Linked DNA regions of Rattus norvegicus: region 2 is linked to region 1. Evidence: chromatin contacts called from public Hi-C data. All regions are on one chromosome and are shown on one strand. The core of a region is the stretch at or near the end of the contact, and the rest is flanking DNA. Distances in the headings are between cores, read along the strand shown. Region 1 has its middle 36 kb from the start of Tmx1. Region 2 holds the start of Frmd6 (FERM domain containing 6).

Region 1 (3,111 bases), core at 111-2,610:
TTGACCCACGGAGACTTTGGCCCCTGGTGCACTGTTTATCGCCAGGGAGAGGCTGTCTTCACTCTGTCTGCCCAACATTAAGCCACCATCTGTGTGTAGCTGGCTCCCAAATACCATCTTTCCATCTGCTTGTCTCTCTACAAGGAATTTTTTAAAAAAAAATTTAGTTTTCTTTTTATTGGTTATTTTTGTTATTTGACAATTTCATGTGTGTACATAATTTATTTTAATTTTGTTGCAATTGTTTTTTTAAATAGCGTTTCACTGTATATAGCTTTGATTGACCTGGAATGCACTTGGTTGATCAGGCTGCTCTTGAACTCACAGAATTCCAACTCTCTCTGCCTCCCAAGTGCTGAGATTAAAGGCGCGGCCACCAAGCCTGGCTTTTGCTGGAATTTTAAGTTGTTTTAAAACAGAGAGCTTGATTTCTTCACATTAGCCTGTTTCTGCCCCAGGAGTCCCCACTCCAGAAAGAAGTCCATCATGTGTTCCTAATTCTTACGTGTTACCTTCCTGTCCACTGTTGTCAGGTGCATTGGCCAATCCTGGAGGTCCTGCTTGGGAAGTATTTCCTCATATGCTTCCTTCCTTCCTGCTCTCTATTCTCCTCTGATAATAGCAAGTTACATCTATCTCATCCAAATATCTGGATAGCTTCCCACAGGAGCAATGATGGCCGTGATTTGGAGAAAGCAATGTGCTTTTCTCTTTTTCCTGACTATGTCTTCAAACGTGCAAGCCAAAAATAAATGAATGAATAAATAAATAAAGTCAAGATCTGATTTTGGACATAAAAAATGGAGTTTTGCAGAAAGACAAGAAGTTTAAAGGTTGCCTTTGAGGGAGACAAAAGATTTTATTAATGTTTTCGGTTTCCAGTTCCACAGCAAGGATTAGCCTGGAAGAATATAAATGTCTACCACAAAGTAGGAGGTGTTTATTATACCAATTCTCAGTGGCAAGACTGTAGCTCGGAAGTGGAGGGCTGTGAGAGTCTGCCCTTCAGCCTGAATAAACCACCGGAGGTGGATGGGGTGCATGGTCTTGTGGATGTCTGACTTTCCCTTCAGGCTGCAGTCTGGAGACAGGCAGGAAAGAGGAAGAGAGGTTCCAGGAGGCCTGCTAAGGAACTTCTTGGCCACCCTGGAGGGTGATGAGATAAAGTAAGCTAGAGATGTCCGAGAGACCGACTGTAATCATGTCCCTCCACATTCGTCTTTCCTCTCAGGATATAAGAACACGGGGTGAGAGCCAGAGTGCCCCTGCGGGCCTGCTGACACGAGGGCATAGAGGCGCCTGAACATCAAACCAGTGAGAGCTGAAGGGAGGGAGGGAGGGAGGCAGTCAGAGAGCCACTAGGGACCAGCTGAAAGGGAGGGACAGACAATAATGTCTACCAGCTGCAATCTCAGCGGCCTCCCTTAATGACACCGCTGAGGATCATCAGCAAAGGGGACAAAACGTAGCTCTGGAAGCCAGAGGACCCCGTGTGGTTTTGAGGACTCTTTCCTCCTAAATCCATGAGCCATCCTCTTCACTAGGGACAGAGCTGGTAATAAAACTGCAGATTAAGCACAGTTCCCCCAAGGGGCAGATTGAACTGTGTTAGTTAGCATGAAGGCTCTCTCCGGACGCATCTGTCTCCCCGGACTGGGGAGGGGCTAGTGGGCAAGCGCAGATCTAGGCGAGTTTGGGTCTCGTTTCCGAACACTGGAGCTCTGGGGTGAATTTGTTGCACCCCGGTACTTGTCTATCCTTGTGCTTCATAGGCGTTCAGGAGTTATAGAACCTTTAAAGGCATGAGAATTGGATGCGATCTCCAGTTGGGCACTGAATGAAACACCAGCACTTCAGTGCCTAGGCCTCGGCGGTGCTGAGCCTGCCAAGCCCCGCCTCAGCCTTTCCTAGCTCCAGGTCTGTAGCTTCATAAGCGTCCCCCAGCCCCTGCTCTGTACTTTGTTCTACCTCCTGCCAGAGCAGATGTCTCCTACCACACTGCTTCGTTCTAGAACACCCCATGCCCCCTCCACGGAGGGTCTGTATGCTGTTTCCTTCTCCCTGCATTTCAGCTCTGGTGCTCTGAGACGACTCTTTAAGCAGCATGGTAGTAGCTTAGTGCTCGATTCACACCCAGGTCTCTGGAGGCACAGGCTAAAGCAGGGGTTCTTAACTGTGGGGGTCGCCAGCCCTTTGGCAAACTTCTGTCTCCAAAAAGATATTTACGTTACAATTCATGACTGCAGCAAAATCGCAACTATGAAGTAGCAGTGGAAATAATATTATGGTTGGGGAGGGTCACCTCACCACGAGGAACTGTATTAAAGGGTCAATAGCATTAGGAAGGTTGAGAACCACTGTGCTAAAGGTCAGGTCAGGAGTCTACAGTTCATAAACGTTCTGCGGGTACATCTGGGTGCAGCCAGCCTGAGAGCTGCTGAACCAGCAGGCGGAGGACAGACTGTTTAGCTCCATAAACTGAGGGAATTAATTGTGTTGTTTTAAATTTCTCAATTAGCACAGAGCTAATGATTCAAACACATTTTATGTCTGAATCTATAGATATTGGCTCTCCTGCCTTTGGAAGCATTTCTCAGTAGCAATTGGAGTCTTCAGAATTTCCACTTGAATGCTAGCTTCAGCTTATAAGGGGAGGAATCAAAATTGAGAAGGCTCGTGAGCATCCCAGTGCAGAGGCACAGCGGTCCCTTTCCTTCTCTAAGCCATAGAACTCCACAGTCTACTGCAGAAAGCTCTCTTAGCTTTAATGAGATCCCCACTGGATCCCAGAGACATCTGCTTTCTTTCCTCTCCGTTCCCTCAGTACTCCAGGGCCTTATTTCCGCGAAGAGCCATGTCATCAACAAGATTAGCATTTCCGGATAAGCCCTGTCCTCAGGAACCTTCTTCTGCTCATTTATTCTCTCATTACCACTCGTAAAAAAGCAGGTGGGCATCTGAGAACCAGGCTGGTCCACATCATGTGCTCATCAATTTAAGTAGATAACTCCATGATAGATGTTTCCTTTTAGGTTATACTGTGGATCTTGTGCGTGTGTGTCTGTGAGTCTGTGTGTTAGTGCATGCACGAATGCACACGCGCACGTGTGT
Region 2 (2,890 bases), core at 29-2,528, 350 kb after region 1:
TTGGTGGTCCTGCATACTTAAAGAAGCACGCTGAGCCTGGCCAGTAAGCAACATTTCTCCATGCCTTTCCGTCAATTTGGATGCCAGGTTCCTGCACTGAGTTCTTGTCCTGATTTCCCTCAGCGATGCAGGGTGGCCTGCAAGTTGTATACTGAAATAAACACTTTGCTTTTGGTCATGGTGTTTAATCACAGCAATCAGCGATCTCAAAGCTAGCTTCTATGGATATCAAGTGTTCTTCCTCAGGTGTCTGCACCTAAATGAGAAAGCTAGACGCTCAGGCCCTCCTCTCTGGAGCAGCAACGTTCACAGAACACCCTGAAGCTTGTAGCTCTGTGGGTGCCAGTTGGGGTCCCTCTACTTACGATGCCAGGCATCCCAGCAGATCCAGATGGGAGCAGAACAAAAAGGACTTCTTCACCTGTCTACCAAAAGGAGCAATGAGACCTCCATTCTGCTGGGGTCTTTGGGAATAATGAAATCATTTAGGCTGTCTTTTGCACTGCTCACCGCAACGAAGGCCACCTTCACCAAGGGTAAACATCATTTTGAGGGCCACAGGCAGAGGCTATTTCAACCTGGGGAGACAGACTGAGCGGGGGCGGATGGGCTTGGGCGACACTCACAGCCCACATGCAGGATAAAACTGTGAGGGCGAAGTGGGTGCCGGACGGGAGGGGACAGAGGAGTCACGAAGTCTCCAGTACTAGGGACCGCCTCTCTTCGCAGAGGCCGCCCCAGTTTTGAATTATCAAGCGGTGGCTCAGGTAAAACAACCATTCCCAGGTAACCCGTCTAGGCCGGTGAGGGAGCGTCAGGGGACTAGGGTGTGTAGAGGGCAATAGCGGAGAAGAGAATCTTTTAGACGGAAGGGAGAGTCGACAGTCTATTGCCCTCCCCCCGGCCTCGGTGCCACAGGAAAGGCATGCAAAGCAGAGTCCACTTTATATAACCCAGTTGAGCCCGGCTCGGTTATCCGATGCCTAGAGGAGTGAACACTTCCTTCGCGTTCTCCGGTCCCTGGGTCTCTTCACCCCTCCGCAGGTCTCTTGGTTGGGTCCGGGGCGGGGCGGGGCGGGACAGGGAGAGCAGCGCTCCACGTGCAGCCGCGATCCCCCCCCCCCCGCCCCAGCTCTCTGCTTCTTCCGCTGCTTGGTCTCCGCCTCCAACTCGAGGTGGGGCGGGGCCTCGGGCAGGGAGGGCGTGTCTCGGGCGGGCCGTGGGCGTGAACTCGAGGGGGCGGAGCGGAAGGCGTGGGCGGGGGGCGGGGCAGCTGCAGTGTGGGTCTGGCGGCAGCGGGAGAGCTGGGAGCTGCGAGTAGGCTCGGCGCCGCTGTAGCAGACGCCGATTCTGAGTCGGACGCCTGGCTCTGGCGACTTTGGAGGTACGCGCGGGTGCAGGCGCCGGCCTGCTGGCCCCCTTTCTGGGACGGCGCGCCCTGGCCGCCGCTGTGCCCCCTGCTGGTCTAAAGTGCGATTCCGGGCTTTGCGGCTCTCGGCGTCTTTCTTCTTTCTCACGGGGCTCTGGGCGTCGGGCACCGGGCGGGCAGGTCGCCTCTCCGCGAGTTGGAGCTCGCCCACGCTGGGGCGGGAGGCCGGGGCCCCCAGGCAGCCGCGACCGCGGGGGAGGCGCGGAGCTAAGGGCCCGGGCTCTGCGTTTCTGCGCCCAGGACTCTGGCTCGAGGGGCGCCTGTCTGTAGTGCCCCGTCTGTGACTAACTGGGACCAGCCGTGAGTCCCGTGCACCCGAGCGATGTGCGGTATTGCCTGTTGTGCACGCAGGCCGGGCAGCCAGCTTGGGAAGGCACCCCAGCGCGGCTGTCCCGTATCCCCGCCAATGCCTAGTGTGGGAAACCCCTGAGGGGAGCCTCGGGGACACACGAGTCCGGGGTGCGGCCTGCAGAATTTTGGTTTCTGGAGGAACTTATCACGACCAGGTAAAGGAGACCACTAGCCTTCCCTCCGGGAAAGCCGGGATGTGAACAGATCGGGGCCACCCATGTGAAGTCTACAGGATTTAAACAACACTTGGAGTTCTGGCATGGCTTAGCCTAATGGTGGAGCGCTTTCTTAAAGGCAAGGAATAGATGGAAAGCTGTCAAAACAAGCACATTTAAAGTTGAAATAAAAGCTGGCACAATTTTCAGACCGTACAGTTTTGTGGCTAGTGTCGGAAGAAATACTGCCTCAGTGGCCCTCTTACACCTTTTGGGGATTTGTTTATTTATTTATATAAGCAGCCAGTATGTTTTGCTAGCATTGCCCCCCGGGAGCTGTGTAGTGCCCACAGTGGGGAAGGAAAACTTGTGCAAGGGTTCTCGGCACGTGTGAACGTGGAAGGAAAAGTGTATACCTTGCCAGATTTTCCACACATGATTCCCTCCTTTCTTTGGACCAAGTGATGTGTTTTTGTTTTGTTTTGTTTTGTTTTTTACCGGTTTTCGAAGCATCTACTTTTAGCTTTTGCATGAAATACCCCCTGTTGCCACAGTGTGTAGTTTGGGGATTAGAGAATGCTTTTGGAGAAAGCTGCTAGTGGCTTCATTTTCCAAGAATGTAAGTCATTTCCTTTCTGTGGTTTCAGGGAGTTGATACTTCACAGCATCAGAAACTCTGTGGGGAAATTTTTCCGTAATACATCTGTCATTTAAAGGGCTTGTGACTTTTGAGTTTTCTTAAGGACTGTGCATAAATTTAGGCCCGTCATTGTTAAAAGGACAAAAATCGGTTTTGTTTGTTTGTTTTCTCCTATCCCGAATCTAGAGTATTGAGACTGCAGTAGAAAGTTTTAACAGCCAAGACCTTGCAAATGGCTTGCAGGATGGAGAGTGGGGGGAGGGGAAGAGTGCAGAAAGGAGCAGGAAAACAGATGCCTTTTGCTCTGGTCCTTTG

What was found. A called contact is a pair of places that touch in the nucleus more often than the background predicts.
Region 2: a Hi-C map of Schwann cells shows a contact between it and region 1, with 9 times the contacts expected there. The contact joins the promoter of Frmd6 here to the enhancer-like site in region 1. A contact is called at or near these places in 6 of 12 Hi-C or Micro-C datasets (the A7r5 cell line, the Rat2 cell line, Schwann cells and 3 more) and 1 of 1 datasets of contacts at active chromatin or transcription factors (oligodendrocytes).

Annotation. Positions count from the first base shown.
Region 1 is chr6:94,731,546-94,734,656 of GRCr8, forward strand. No RefSeq gene overlaps it. Among named protein-coding and RNA genes, the nearest start is that of Tmx1, 36 kb to the left of the region's middle. Within about 2 kb of position 1,361, at least 13 of the 93 cell types and tissues checked have an H3K27ac peak or open chromatin away from gene starts, as enhancers often do.
Region 2 is chr6:95,080,708-95,083,597 of GRCr8, forward strand. It overlaps Frmd6 (FERM domain containing 6), which reads left to right and starts at 1,279. Exons shown (of 14, transcript NM_001399291.1): 1 at 1,279-1,384. It overlaps LOC134479217 (a long non-coding RNA gene), which reads right to left and starts at 1,148. Exons shown (of 2, transcript XR_010052262.1): 1 at 366-1,148.